Regions from separate parts of the Mus musculus genome. Here region 1 is linked to region 2. The links are chromatin contacts, called in public HiChIP or PLAC-seq maps. All regions are on one chromosome and are shown on one strand. The core of a region is the stretch at or near the end of the contact, and the rest is flanking DNA. Distances in the headings are between cores, read along the strand shown. Region 1 has its middle 83 kb from the start of Galnt3. Region 2 has its middle 27 kb from the start of Csrnp3.

The links. HiChIP or PLAC-seq counts read pairs in DNA pulled down with a chosen protein or histone mark.
Region 1: a contact with region 2 is called in an H3K4me3 HiChIP or PLAC-seq map of forebrain, with 5 times the contacts expected there. The contact joins two enhancer-like sites. A contact is called at or near these places in 1 of 39 promoter capture datasets (embryonic stem cells), 7 of 484 Hi-C or Micro-C datasets (ECoMG myeloid progenitors, LSK cells, the N1E-115 cell line and 3 more), 6 of 115 datasets of contacts at active chromatin or transcription factors (embryonic basal ganglia, embryonic hindbrain, forebrain and 2 more) and 1 of 9 other capture datasets (embryonic stem cells).

What each region holds. Positions count from the first base shown.
Region 1 is chr2:66,038,595-66,045,006 of GRCm38.p6, forward strand. No RefSeq gene overlaps it. Among named protein-coding and RNA genes, the nearest start is that of Galnt3, 83 kb to the right of the region's middle. Within about 2 kb of position 3,682, at least 39 of the 459 cell types and tissues checked have an H3K27ac peak or open chromatin away from gene starts, as enhancers often do. A contact at or near this core is called in forebrain, neural progenitor cells and neural stem cells, where this site is marked.
Region 2 is chr2:65,816,081-65,822,236 of GRCm38.p6, forward strand. No RefSeq gene overlaps it. Among named protein-coding and RNA genes, the nearest start is that of Csrnp3, 27 kb to the right of the region's middle. Within about 2 kb of position 2,586, at least 108 of the 459 cell types and tissues checked have an H3K27ac peak or open chromatin away from gene starts, as enhancers often do. A contact at or near this core is called in forebrain, neural progenitor cells and neural stem cells, where this site is marked.

The sequences.
Region 1 (6,412 bases), core at 2,432-4,931, 220 kb after region 2:
CTTTAGAACATAAGGAAGGAATGCCAAAGTACTAGAGAAAGCACACCTAGGCTGTGGCCAGCATAAGGAAGAGACAGCAAAGAACATAAGACTGACAGCAGACCCACCAGACCTACCATGGTGGTTGTAGGGGCTGCAGTAAGAGTCCTGGGAAGGAAAAGTACCTTATCTCAGAGAGGGAAGCATTCCTGCTCTCTACCATGCCTTAAGATGATCCTGTGATTCTGAGGCCTGTTCCCTTGTCCAGGTGACTGGCCTGACCAACTGGAGTGCTCTGTCTTCTGCCCAGGTCAGAAATTTAGTTCTCTTCACCAGAAGGAAATAGTTTCACCCAATAGCAGTGGTCACTGCTATTGTGACACAAATTGGAAAGGTAGAAGAACCTGGGCTACTTGCAGCTACTCAGCTGACCTCTCCAAGATGTCTAGCACACGTGAGAGCTGTTCCTGAGCAAACTGAAGCTATGACATCACAAAGCCCTGCCATGATACATCCGCATCACAGCCCAAGAAAGTTGTATTTGTGAGCAGGGTGTTTCCTTACAGCTGAGACCACTTCTGAAGGATAACAAGTGAATCCTGGAAGAAATATTCCTGACATATCTCTGTGCAATTCAGCCTGTTCATCATTTGAAAGAAGGAATAAAGATGTGTTTTGTTTTGTTTTGTTTTGTTTTTAATATAGGAAAATCCAGTGTAAGAGGGAAGAGACTGATAGACACTTTGAACTCAGGTTTGAAAAAAAAAATGAATGTGTGTATTTACTGGTATGAGGTTGACCCTTCATGATACTCAGACCCCACATGAAATAGGGAGCTGAATTCAAATTGGTGCAATTTAAAGGGGAATTCACTTACTAGAGCATGCAGTAGTGTATGTTCTGAGGAGGGGGGTAACAATAGTAAAAACCACAGTAGAAGATGCCTAGTTAAAAGAACTAACTATAGTTTTGGATAATTTAGGTACCTAAAGGCTATGGCAATATTCCCTGTGGAATTAAAGGATGAAAGCCTTGGATGACAGACATTGCTGTAATATCAGAAGGACAATTTTGATAATTAAAAACAAACACCAAATATCCAGAAGATGCTCCAACATGTAATAAGGACACATGCTCCACTATGTTCATAGCAGCCTTATTTATAATAGCCAGGAGCTGGAAAGAACCCAAATGTCCTTCAACAGAGGAATGGATACAGAAAATGTGGTACATTTACACAATGGAGTACTACTCAGCTATTAGAAGCAATGAATTTACAAAATTCTTAGGCAAATGGATGGAACTAGAAAATATCATCCTGAGTGAGGTAACCCAATTACAAAAGAACATACATGGTATGCACTGATTGATAAATCGATATTAGCCCAGAAGCTCGGAATACCCAAGATACAATTCACAAACCACATGAAACTCAAGAAGGAAGATATTTTGATCCTTCTTAGAAGGGGGAACAAAATACCCCTGGAAGGAGTTACAGAGACAAAGTTTAGAGCTGAGACTGAAGGAATGACCATCCAGAAACTGCCCCATCTGGGTATCCATCTCAGATACAATCACCAAACCCAGACACTTTTGTGGATGCCAACAAGTGCTTGCTGATAGAAGCCTGATATAGCTGTCTCCTGAGAGGCTCTGCCAGTGCCTGACAAATACAGAGGTGGATGCTCTCAGCCAACCATTGGGCTTAGCACAGGGTCCCCAGATAAGGAGCTTGAGAAAGGACTCAGGGAGCTGAAAGGGTTTGCAGCCCCATAGGAGGAACAACAATATGAACCAACCAGTACCCCCAGGGACTAAACCAGCAACTACATATGGAGGGACTCATGGCTCCAGCTGCATATGTAGCCGAGGTTGGCCTAGTCGGTCATCAATGGGATGAGAGGCTATAGGTCCTGTGAAGGTTCAATGCCCCAATGTAGGAGAATGCCAAGGCCAGGAAGCAGGAGTGGGTGAGTTGGGGAGCAGGGGGAGAGGGAAGGGATTGGGGGTTTTCGGAGGGGGAAACCAGGAAAGGGTATAACATTTGAAATGTAAATAAAGAAAATACCTAATAAAAAAGAGTAGATTTTTTAAAAAGTAAAAAATAAACAGCAAAGCAGTACAGATATAAAGTTGGGTAAAGGCAGAAAGAGATATTTCTGATCAAAGTGGCCACTATAGGCAACACTAGAGATTTCCAATTACTTAGATGTAAGACCACAAGAGGGAGACAAGAGAAGAGAATGAATTTGAAGCCAGTGCCTGCTCCCCAATGTACTTTCAAGCCATACTAGGGCTTACCTATCAGACAGCAAAGTGGTGAGAAGTTTGGCATTTTAAGAGGGCAAAGTGCTCTAGAGGATATAAGATATAAGACAGGAATGGATAAAAGACAGGAATCAATTGTGAATAGCCAAGATGCCTATCTGTCTCACCTTTGTTTGCAGTACATGGCTTTGCACCTACAACCAAAAGCCCCAAGCTCGAGTCAAATGGATAAGAGCCCAGCAAAGCATCAATGGTCATCTGAACAATGGCCGTGGGAATACAGCGGGTTCAACTGAAGGATGGAGTCAAGGATGACAGACAGATGGATTGTTTCATTTGCTCCCTTCGTCCTCAGTGGTGTGTGGCTGTGAGCTAGAAACACTGAGGAAGGAGTGACAGGTGGCTGGAGGGAAGGATAGCAGGAGAGGATGAATTTGAAAGCCCCACTAATCACCCTCCTCAATGAGGCGCTGTCTGTTGAAATTTCAACACAAGGTCTGCACTCGGATGCTTCTCAGAAACCTCTTCTGTGCACCCTGTTCCTTGGGGTCATCACTAACCTGCTAGTATGAAGCAGCCTCTGTTTCTTTGTCAAGTTCCCTCCGATAAAGCAAAGCAGTAAGCCAATTACTGAGATCATTCAGATGAAAATTTTACTTTTGCCTGAATTAGCCAGAGAATTGAGGCGTAAATGGACCTTTTCACTTGACTGATTGGGATAATTGCTTCGCTTTGCTAGGGGAGACCTATCTTTGGAAGTCTGTGTTTGGCCACCAAAACATGTTTGTAATATCCATTATCGTCGTTTCTTGAAACAGCCACGCGTGGCTAGTTGCCACACTCAAAAGCTTGTAGGCAGCTTTTGAGGTTGTTGAAACAGTGGGGATGGGAGTCAGATGGCATCTCTGAGACGCTCAGTTGCTTGAATTGTTTCCGTTTTGGCCATCTCTAAAACATGTCAGCTCAGTCCTGCTGAGCATCCAGGGAAGTCAGGGTTGGGGGTCGGAGAAGTTGGGGGGGATAGCGTGGTTGCGCAAGTCAGTTCGGTGGATAAAACACACGCGCGCGCACGCGCGCACACACACACACACACACACACACACACACACACAGAGTAAGAATTACCTCCAGGTGCACAGGAACAAATGGCTGTTCCTGAAAGGGCTGGGTGGGCGGACTTGAGAGAAACGTGTAATTTACATTTAATATTGAAGGAGTGAGAGGACTTCATAAAGAAACCTGAGCAGGAGCAGGCAATTAGTAACAGCAGCGGGACTGGCAGCCAAGCCTTTGGCCTGCGTCCTAGGAAATGGAAGCTTTGGCTTAACAGCGTGGAGCACTGGAAAGAAGAAATCTAAAAGCTCAGCCTTGAGCTCTGCGGCAGCCTTTCCTGCTGTGGTGGTGATGTGAGCCTATAGGGTACAGTATGCTCAGCAGTGGCCTAGAAAAGCAACTGAACAAGATGGACACCAGAAAAGCCCCGCAGACCTCAGATCTCTGCAATCACTTTGTGATGGCGCCCCTTACTGGTCAACAGGCAGAACACCAGAGGTCTACATCCTGAATGGAAATACGAGGTTTTCACTCAGGTGATCCCTGATGTTTCTGCGTTAAAATAATAATAATAATAATAATAATAATAATAATAATAATAATAACGATTTCATTATAAGATATTTTATTGTATTCTGAATAATGAAATAAAGGAAAGAAAATAATAGCTGTGGCTTTAATAAAACCCATCAGCTTTATTCATTGAATTGTGTTTTAAAAGAGTTAAATGCTAAGTTTCATGTTTATAAAATGACTCCTTTAAAATTTTAAATTTTATTCCACACAGATTTTCAAAACACTAGAAGACACATACAAACCATAGAACTGATCTTTCTCAAGTAACCCGCTCCTCAGATTGTAATAAGGAAGTTGGCATTAAAATAATCAGTTTCTTTTTTTTTTTTGGTTGCTATTGTTTTATTGTTTGAGATATTGCTTTAATTATGATAAATATGACAATATGACAAAGCCCTTAAGGAATGCTTGACATTTTGTCACAATCACAAGCCATTGAAAAATCCACTTTATTAAAATATAGATGAACTGAGAAAAATCAAGCCATTGTATCTAAAGTTATAAAAATTGAGTGTTCATATTTCACATTGCTCTGAAGGTCATTAAAATATCAAATAATCCATAAAGCATAGCTCACCTTTTTTTCTCAGCAGATTTACACATAGTGTCAATTTACTAAAAGTGAGGCCTAGAATATTTTCCTTCATAACCTTAATGTCATTGTACTGGCAATATTCAATATTTTGTGTATATTTTAATATCAAGAAGTCTTTGGAGACCAAGATAGTTACTAGTAGCCGAACAACATTTTCTTTTAACATAAACCAACCGTAAGCTATCTTACTGTGCAAAACAACATCAGCACGAAAAAAGTTCCTACAATTTCGCAGATATTTAAAACAAACAAACAAACAAACAAAACCAAACCCAACTCAGTAGATTCTGCACTTGGTAGATTTCTTCTTGTACAATATCCCTAAAAATAATTCATTTCAGATATATCCTTTCTGTGAACTCTTTTTACTAGTATATTTTTAGTCACAAGATTCTAGAATGTGTTAGAGAAGCAAGGGACACCCAAAGCCCCCACAGCATGGACTCTGGTCTGCCTTCAGGCCTGCCCTGAACGAACGGGCAAAGCTTTGCCCTGTTTCTTCCTCCTCAGACAGTGGGACTCAAAGAGCTTTTTGCCACCCTGGACACTCAGAGAGGCGGACATCCACAATGTTCCCTTAGGTTTCTACCTGGGAGTGACAGGTGTCCCTCCCACTCAAACATTGCAAAGTCCATCACACTGACACAGAAGTGGATTTTAATTCCTATTACCAAGTGGGCACCCTCACGAGTGATTTCCTACAGATACGCTCTCACGCTCTCACCGTTCCTGGGGAACAAAGGCACTGGGTAATCCTGCCCTACCATGTGCTTGCAAAGACAGGCAGAACTGGCGGGGAGCAGCACTGTCTCCTACAGGAATCAGCACACTGACAGGATATGGTGCAATTTATGTTTTCTTAAAAAAAAAAAAAAAAAAAAAAAAAACAGAGAGAGGCCTAACAATTTATTTGGGGTTAGGTTTAATATCTGGACTTCTTTCCAGGACTTACATTTTTACTGAAATAAATTGAGTTTAAATTGAGCTCTTGGGAGATTTCACAGTGATTGACCAATTAGGTTGTTAGGGCCACTCTGCATGGGCGGGGGGCACGGGGGCAATGGCAGGGGAGCAGCTGCTTTCGGGTCTCTGGCCTCGTCTTGAGTGTTGTCATGGTGACAACTGCCAGCAGGAACCTACTGGGAGCCCAGTGGACGCCTTGGCTGCCAGAGCTGTGTATCAGACAATGCGCCATTCCCAGCCTTCCAGACATAAGCAGCACAGACCCTTTAGCTGGGCTGTTCTTTGCTTTCTACCTAAGGGGAAATTTGCTCTTGCTTGAACTACCAATTGCCCGCCGTCAGTTCAGACAAAACAACTCCATTTTCGAGTTTCTTCTTGTGTGCTTCCTCTCTGCTGATTTTTCCATACAATGCCATCCTGTTCCCAATTTTCAAGGCGTACAACTAATGCGGTTACTAGAGAAACCTCAACTCATGATTTTTAGGTATAATGGAAAAGCAAACAGGTCCTATAGTGGTGTACTGCCTAACTTACACGATCTTCTGAGGTTGTGTAAGTTATGTGTTCTGTGCCCATATGATGTTCAACACACTTGCCGGTAGCGACTTGAAATGTCTCACTTGGCATGTGTCCAATACAACCAAGTAGCATACCTCCTAACTGATTTTACCTTATTTTACATGTAAGTAACTGCATATGACCCGGAACATTGTGTAGAAAGCATAGTTTCAGGATTATACTTAAACTCGACTACCTAGCCATAGAGGAAATACTAGTGTCTCACTTAAAATTGTGTACATATTACTGTCTCTAAAGCAGACGGAGGTCATTGCCAAATGAGGTGTACCATAGCATTCTCTGACTGGTTCTTGTAAGTTTAACTCCCAAGTCCTAATCGCATAGCTAAAAAGCAGTAAGGGAGGGTGATGACCTGCGTAGTACATGTCGTACTTTAGAAGCGAGACCTAAGTGGGGAAA
Region 2 (6,156 bases), core at 1,336-3,835:
GAGGAGGGTCTCAAGCCGACCCCCACAATGACACACTTCCTCCAACAAGGCCACACCTTCTAATAGTGCTACTCCCTGGGCCAAGCATATACAAACCATCACAGTGTGTATGTGTATTATTTATTTCTTAATATGGCCATAGCTTGTTTGATATTTGATCACAAAACTCAATTTAAGACAATCCATGCCCAAACAAGAACTTGCAAATTGGCCAAACCTAATCACTTAAGTACCGTACACAGTTTTGTCAAGTATAAGGTGAGACATTACCACAAAACTAGCAAGATTGTTATCAGACACACCCAGGTGTCAGGTACTTCCTTAAATTAGTTCAGATAGCTATGAGAGAATTAAATATCTGGGTGATTTTAAAGTTGACAGTTATGTTCTCAGGTCTCAGGCCTCAGAAATTCAAGTTTAAGGAATTAGTTGATCCAATATCTAGTTTTTGCTAAAATTCAATCAAAGTTTAACTGTGACAGATATCATTCAGAACTAGAAGAAAGTCCATACATTCACCTAAAGGCAACCCAGTATTCTAACAATACCGGCATGAAAGAATAGTGTCAGTTCCTCCCTAAGATGAAGACACACACTTCCCTTTCACAGACACCTGGCTGCTTTCAGTTGTGGACATGTTGTAAAAGCCAGAATATAAATTTCCAGAAGTGTGTGTGTATGTGTTTATGTTGTGTATGTGTGCTGATGTGTAGTGTTCATATATGTATAATGTGTGTATATCATGCATGTACATAGTGTATGTATAGTTGCATATATCTATATCGATATATATATATATATATATAAATATATAGTGTGTGTGTGCTTGTGTGTATACACACATGTGTGTAGCAAGCATGTATGTATAGTGTGTATATATATAGTGAATATATAGTTGTGTGGTATGTGTATGGTATACATGTAATATATAGTGTGTGAATATTGGATTTACAGTGTGTGTCCAGTGTCTATATATAGTATGTATATAGAGTAGTGTGTGTGTGTATAGTGTGTGAGTGAGTGTGTACCGTGTGTGTTCTTTGTTTCTTTGTTCTGTGGACGTGCATGTTGAGACCAGCACTTGACATCAAGTGTCTTTCAGTGATGACGCTCCTTTATTTCTTGAGATGCAGGCCTCTCACTAAATGGAGGCCTAGACTGTCTATCCAGTACACTTCAGGGCTCTACTTGTCTCTACCCTTCCTGCAACAGTGCTGAGGATACAAAGTTACTTTTTAAATTTTCATTTCATGGACATTGATGTTTTGCCTACATATATGCACGTGGGTGTGAAGGTATCAGAGGTATCAGAGCCTCTGGAACTGAGTCACTGGAACTGCAGTTACAGACAGTTGTGAGCTGCCTTGTGGATGTTAGGATTTGAACCTGGGTCCTCTGGGAGAGTAGCCAGTGCCCTTAACCGCTGAGCCATCTCTTCAGTCTCCCCCGACACACCCACAGCTTTTTTGGTAGGTTCTATGAATCTGAGCTCAGGTCTTCATGACTATGCAGCACGTAGTTTATTGACCGAGCCATTTCTATTATGCAATTCTGGATTTCTTTTTCCCCTCCTTTTTCTAAAGATGTCTTAAACATCTCACTGTGAAGACTGATATGGTGGTCACCTTCACCAAGTTCTAGTAGTTCTTGATGCAATTCAGGATTCCCCTACCCCATCCAGACCTATCAACACTGAGTAACGGGGTCAAGGAGCACAGTTGAAGGCCAATTCGGCAGATGATCACCATACAGCACAATGTGCCATTGTGCCCCAAATCAGCTGTTCCTAAGATAGAGGAACAGGCTTGCTTAACCAACTTCACTTGATGAAGAAATTAACTAGATACTCAGTGTTGTCCAAGACCATCTAAAACCAGTCTCTAGGGTTAGAACCTGAAAAATTTGCATTTTAAGGTGATTTTTTGCATGGAAAGCCAGTGGTTTCTAAGCCACTGCAGTCTATATAGTTGAAGTGAGTCTACAAGAAGAATTTAGTCTTATTCTTCTCAAGGTGCTATTATTAGCAAACCTGAGGAATTCTTTAAGGTCTGTGGTTTACATGTATTTCTTAGATTGTGTGTCCTGGGTCTGCACCAGCCGAGTTGCCCAGCAGCTTTTAAAAATCCAGGTTCTTAAACTCCAGCTTGAGAGTCTGAATCAGAACTAAGGGGTGGGGACCAGCGACTGTGTTTTAACAAGCTCTGCATGGAATTCCGAGCCGAGCCGACGTGGGAGACCACTGATTTGGGTCAAAGAATAAAAATGATTTCACTGTTCTTTGTAATCTTTGATCGGGAAAGCGACTTTATTTTTTAGAAACTGTATGTTTAAGAGCAACCGTACTGCCTCGGAAGATGTATTCTTGGCGGCGAACAAAGCAATCCATTTCCTCTCTCTGTTTCCCTTTTGTGTGCTGCAGATGTTGGCAGTAGTAGCAGCGTTATAAACATAGGCAGCGGGAGAGCCTGCGACTAGAACTGAGGAAATCGGTTCAGGTTAAATTCTCTTGAATACTTCCTCTCTAAGACCTTGTGCCAGTTCGTGATTTCCAGGCAGATGTTTTCCATTACACTGCTACTGGGTCATGACAGACACTGCCTCAGTTTGCAGTTGCTGTGGCAACCACGGTTTTCGGTCTTCAGAGAATAGTATACAGCTCAGAGGCACGCTTTTTCTTCCAGGAATGGAAATGTTGATCAGCTGGAGGAATTGATTGGGTTGACAACTGTACATTTGATCAATCGGTAGTAAGTTTGAAAGATCCCGTTTACCACGCTCTTTTTGCTTAGTGGGCGGTCACGCGTTTCTTCTGTTAATTTTTAGACAAATAAAGATCTGATACTTTAAAACACCATGTGTTTTGCAAACTCTGTTTTTCATGTGGATGAGAAACTCAGTCACAATTTTTTGTGATTCCTGCTTACTGTTTTCCACTAATATGAATCTTATTTTCCCTTTGGCCATTTTATACAGGAATGAAAGTAAGTTTTAATTTGCAAAGCAATGATAATCTAATAACACTGTAGATTTGAAAACAGTCTATCTAGCATCTAATTGTAGTTTCATTGGGGATCTTGTTACCTGGGGAATCATTAGATTCTACAAATTAAAAAACAAGAAACAAAACAAACAAACAAACAAAAAAAACTACGCCAAGAACATTTTCAGAATTAAGGTCCTTTGAAAAAACAAATCAATTATCATCTTTAAATTAAATCAGGAGAAAGTTTTGTTTTTCCTTTTCTACCACTGTATGTTTTTATAGTTGGATAATTTTTTAAAGCATTAATCACAAACTCCTAAAATCATGTTATGGTTGGTTTATATCCTATGAGGAGAATAAAAATCTTTCAGAGAAGTATTTTAAATTATAGTAATTACTTACAGTACCCAGGTCCCCTGGATTCTGAGTCAAAGTCCTGTGTTTATGAGCTGCTCTGGGAAACTGAACTCCATTACTTTGACTGCAACAATGTTTACAGAGAAGCTCTGTTTTAAGGGCAGATTCACAATGCTTTAGTATTTTTTTTCCACTTTGTGATAAATATTTTGACCACGTGATTAGTCATGATACATGCACCTCTCTGGCAGGTAGTTTTCCTCTTCAGTCAGTCATCATGTTCGAAATTGCAATATTAACAATTATAGCTCCAAAAAGGTTTTATTTATTTATTTGTTGTTGTCATTGCATTGGAAACTGTGACATTGTTTGCATGCTTTCTCGGCAAATGTTTGTAAATCTTGACATTATGGTGTATGGTGCTTTGGACAGGTCTGTCATCTAGCTTGGTGTTAATGGCATGTTAATTTACTTCACCTCCTCATTGTAGATTGAGGGTTTCCTGAAATTCACTATGAATTCTTTGGTTTGGTTTGTAGTCTCTACCGCACACAGAGATGCGCAATAAATCTTTGTTATAATCACTTGAAATAAACATTTAGACACCCATGCTGCGTGCATAGGCCTAATGCTCAAAATATCCTTGCAGAGGTTTAAGAAACACAAGTAACATGATGGATATACTATTTTAAGTATTCCTGAAATTTTAAACTATGAACAAATCATGTGTTCTTTTTATGTTCTGAAAAGAAACACACCTAAGATATAAGAATACCATTGAAAATGAAATCCCTCAGCTACATTTGTGCCTCGTCGTTCTTCCTACGACACCATGCACTGTGTCGATTCTTCACTCACCCCACTTCCTCAGAAGTTGAGGATCATATCTGTAAAGGAGCAACCCTTGTTCTCCAAGAAGGGTTTTTTACATCTGTGCTCAGAAGCTGAGCATGCCCAACTCTCTTCATCCTGTGAGATCCACTTAAGCTGCCAGCAATCTTTCTTATCCTGTGTTGGTCTTTTGGGGAAAGGAGAGTCAGAACTCCAGAACTGAAAGTGACCTAAGAGTTCATTAGACCTCAGAGTAAGGTGTCTTGTGTTTCTAGTGTCACATAGCTCTGAGGAAAAAATGGGTTGTGAACAGGAGATCAAAGCCAGAGACAACATGGTGCCTGTCAAGGAGGACCAAGAAGATAGTGCCTGCTCATTTTTATCAAGAAAGAACACAGCCTGGCTCTGCAAACCATGTCTAGGAAATCCAGAAGTGGCACTTATTTTAAAGAAGGTGCTAGAATTTTAAATATTGCCAACTTACATACATAAAAAAAAAGGTATGTCAAAAGAGAGATCTTCTGGGAGAAATTAGCCAATGAGCTGTCGGCTAAAAAACAAAACACAAAACAAAAAAAAAAAAAAAAACCCCATGGTTAGAAAACAGTCTTGTATCACAAAATAGGAAACAGTCTAAACTGACACAAAATTTTCCCAAGGCCATCCTTGGCCTTATGCTGCTCCTAAATTACAGATGTGGGCCTCAGAGCTAGTTTCTTAACAAGGCTGAAAGGGCATTTGAAAACTGTTCTCCCAGAGGTTTGGCTTGGCAGGAACTGAAACACACCTTTGACAGTGGAATGAAAAAGGTGGGTTTGTGGGTCAAGAAGTAGCAAGAAGCTTTTGTTGGTGAATTCTGACTCCTAAGGGTAATGTAGAATAACAATATTGACTTGCCCTCACCCGATTTTTTGACAACTCCATGTTTTGTTTTGTTTTTTCCCAATGCTCAGAGACATTATAGACCTCCAGTTAGACTATGAATAAGAATGCCAGGGAGAGAATTGCAATTTCTACGTCTCAGAAATGAGCCACAGCCTTGAGAAAGAACTTCAAAATCTATCTTAATGTTTCATAACAAAACACTAGTTATGTCTAAATGAGATGCCCCTTTGCAATACAATGAATTATATAACTACAATGGCTGACAGATACTCCAGAGATGGTCAGGTTCTCTTCACGTATATCTGAGACAAGCTAGAAACTTGCTTCTCGCCAAAGCAATGCTTCAAATCCAAGGTCAGACCAAGGAAAAGAGGGTGAATCTCTAACATCTTCACTGCCAGAGACTTATTAAGAAAAACATAAATCTCCTCTGTTATATTGGTAATTCTTTCCTGACTAGACCTGCTCCCAGAAGGCACTGCTCTCAGCTTGTTGCTTTAAGACACACACCACCATAATGCTGAGTCCAAATTGATTCTACATGTGCAAACCAAACTCATAGTCACAAAATCCCCACCTTCTACTGTTCGTCATTATTCACTTTGCTAACCAATGCTTGAGCCCTCCAAACAGCATAAGGCTTCTTTATCTACAGAATCACTTGCCATGCTCTCCCCTTGCAAGGAAGATTATCTTTAGGGTTCCATGGTAGTTTTCTGTCCTAATACTTAAAGATTTGTCCGTTTTTCTCAATGGAAGGGGGAAATTGTGGTGTATGCATACTCGCCTGTTTGATCTCTAAGCAATTCCATAATTTGAGTTTACTACTCAAGGTACTCTCAGACAGAGATTTATAAGCCTACCTAACTATAAACATAGGTATCTTAACACCTGACCTCAAGTGTATTTGTCTTGTGAGTACAAAACTTAAAAGTTAATGTTTGCCAAACTGCTCTGGAGAACTGTGGCTTAATCATTACATAAACACATGTGCACATGTGAACACATACACACAAGGACTTACTGGCTTGGGATATGCTGTCCTAGAATGCATGTAAATGGGCCTATTAATTCTAAATGTATGAAAGCCTATGCCAATT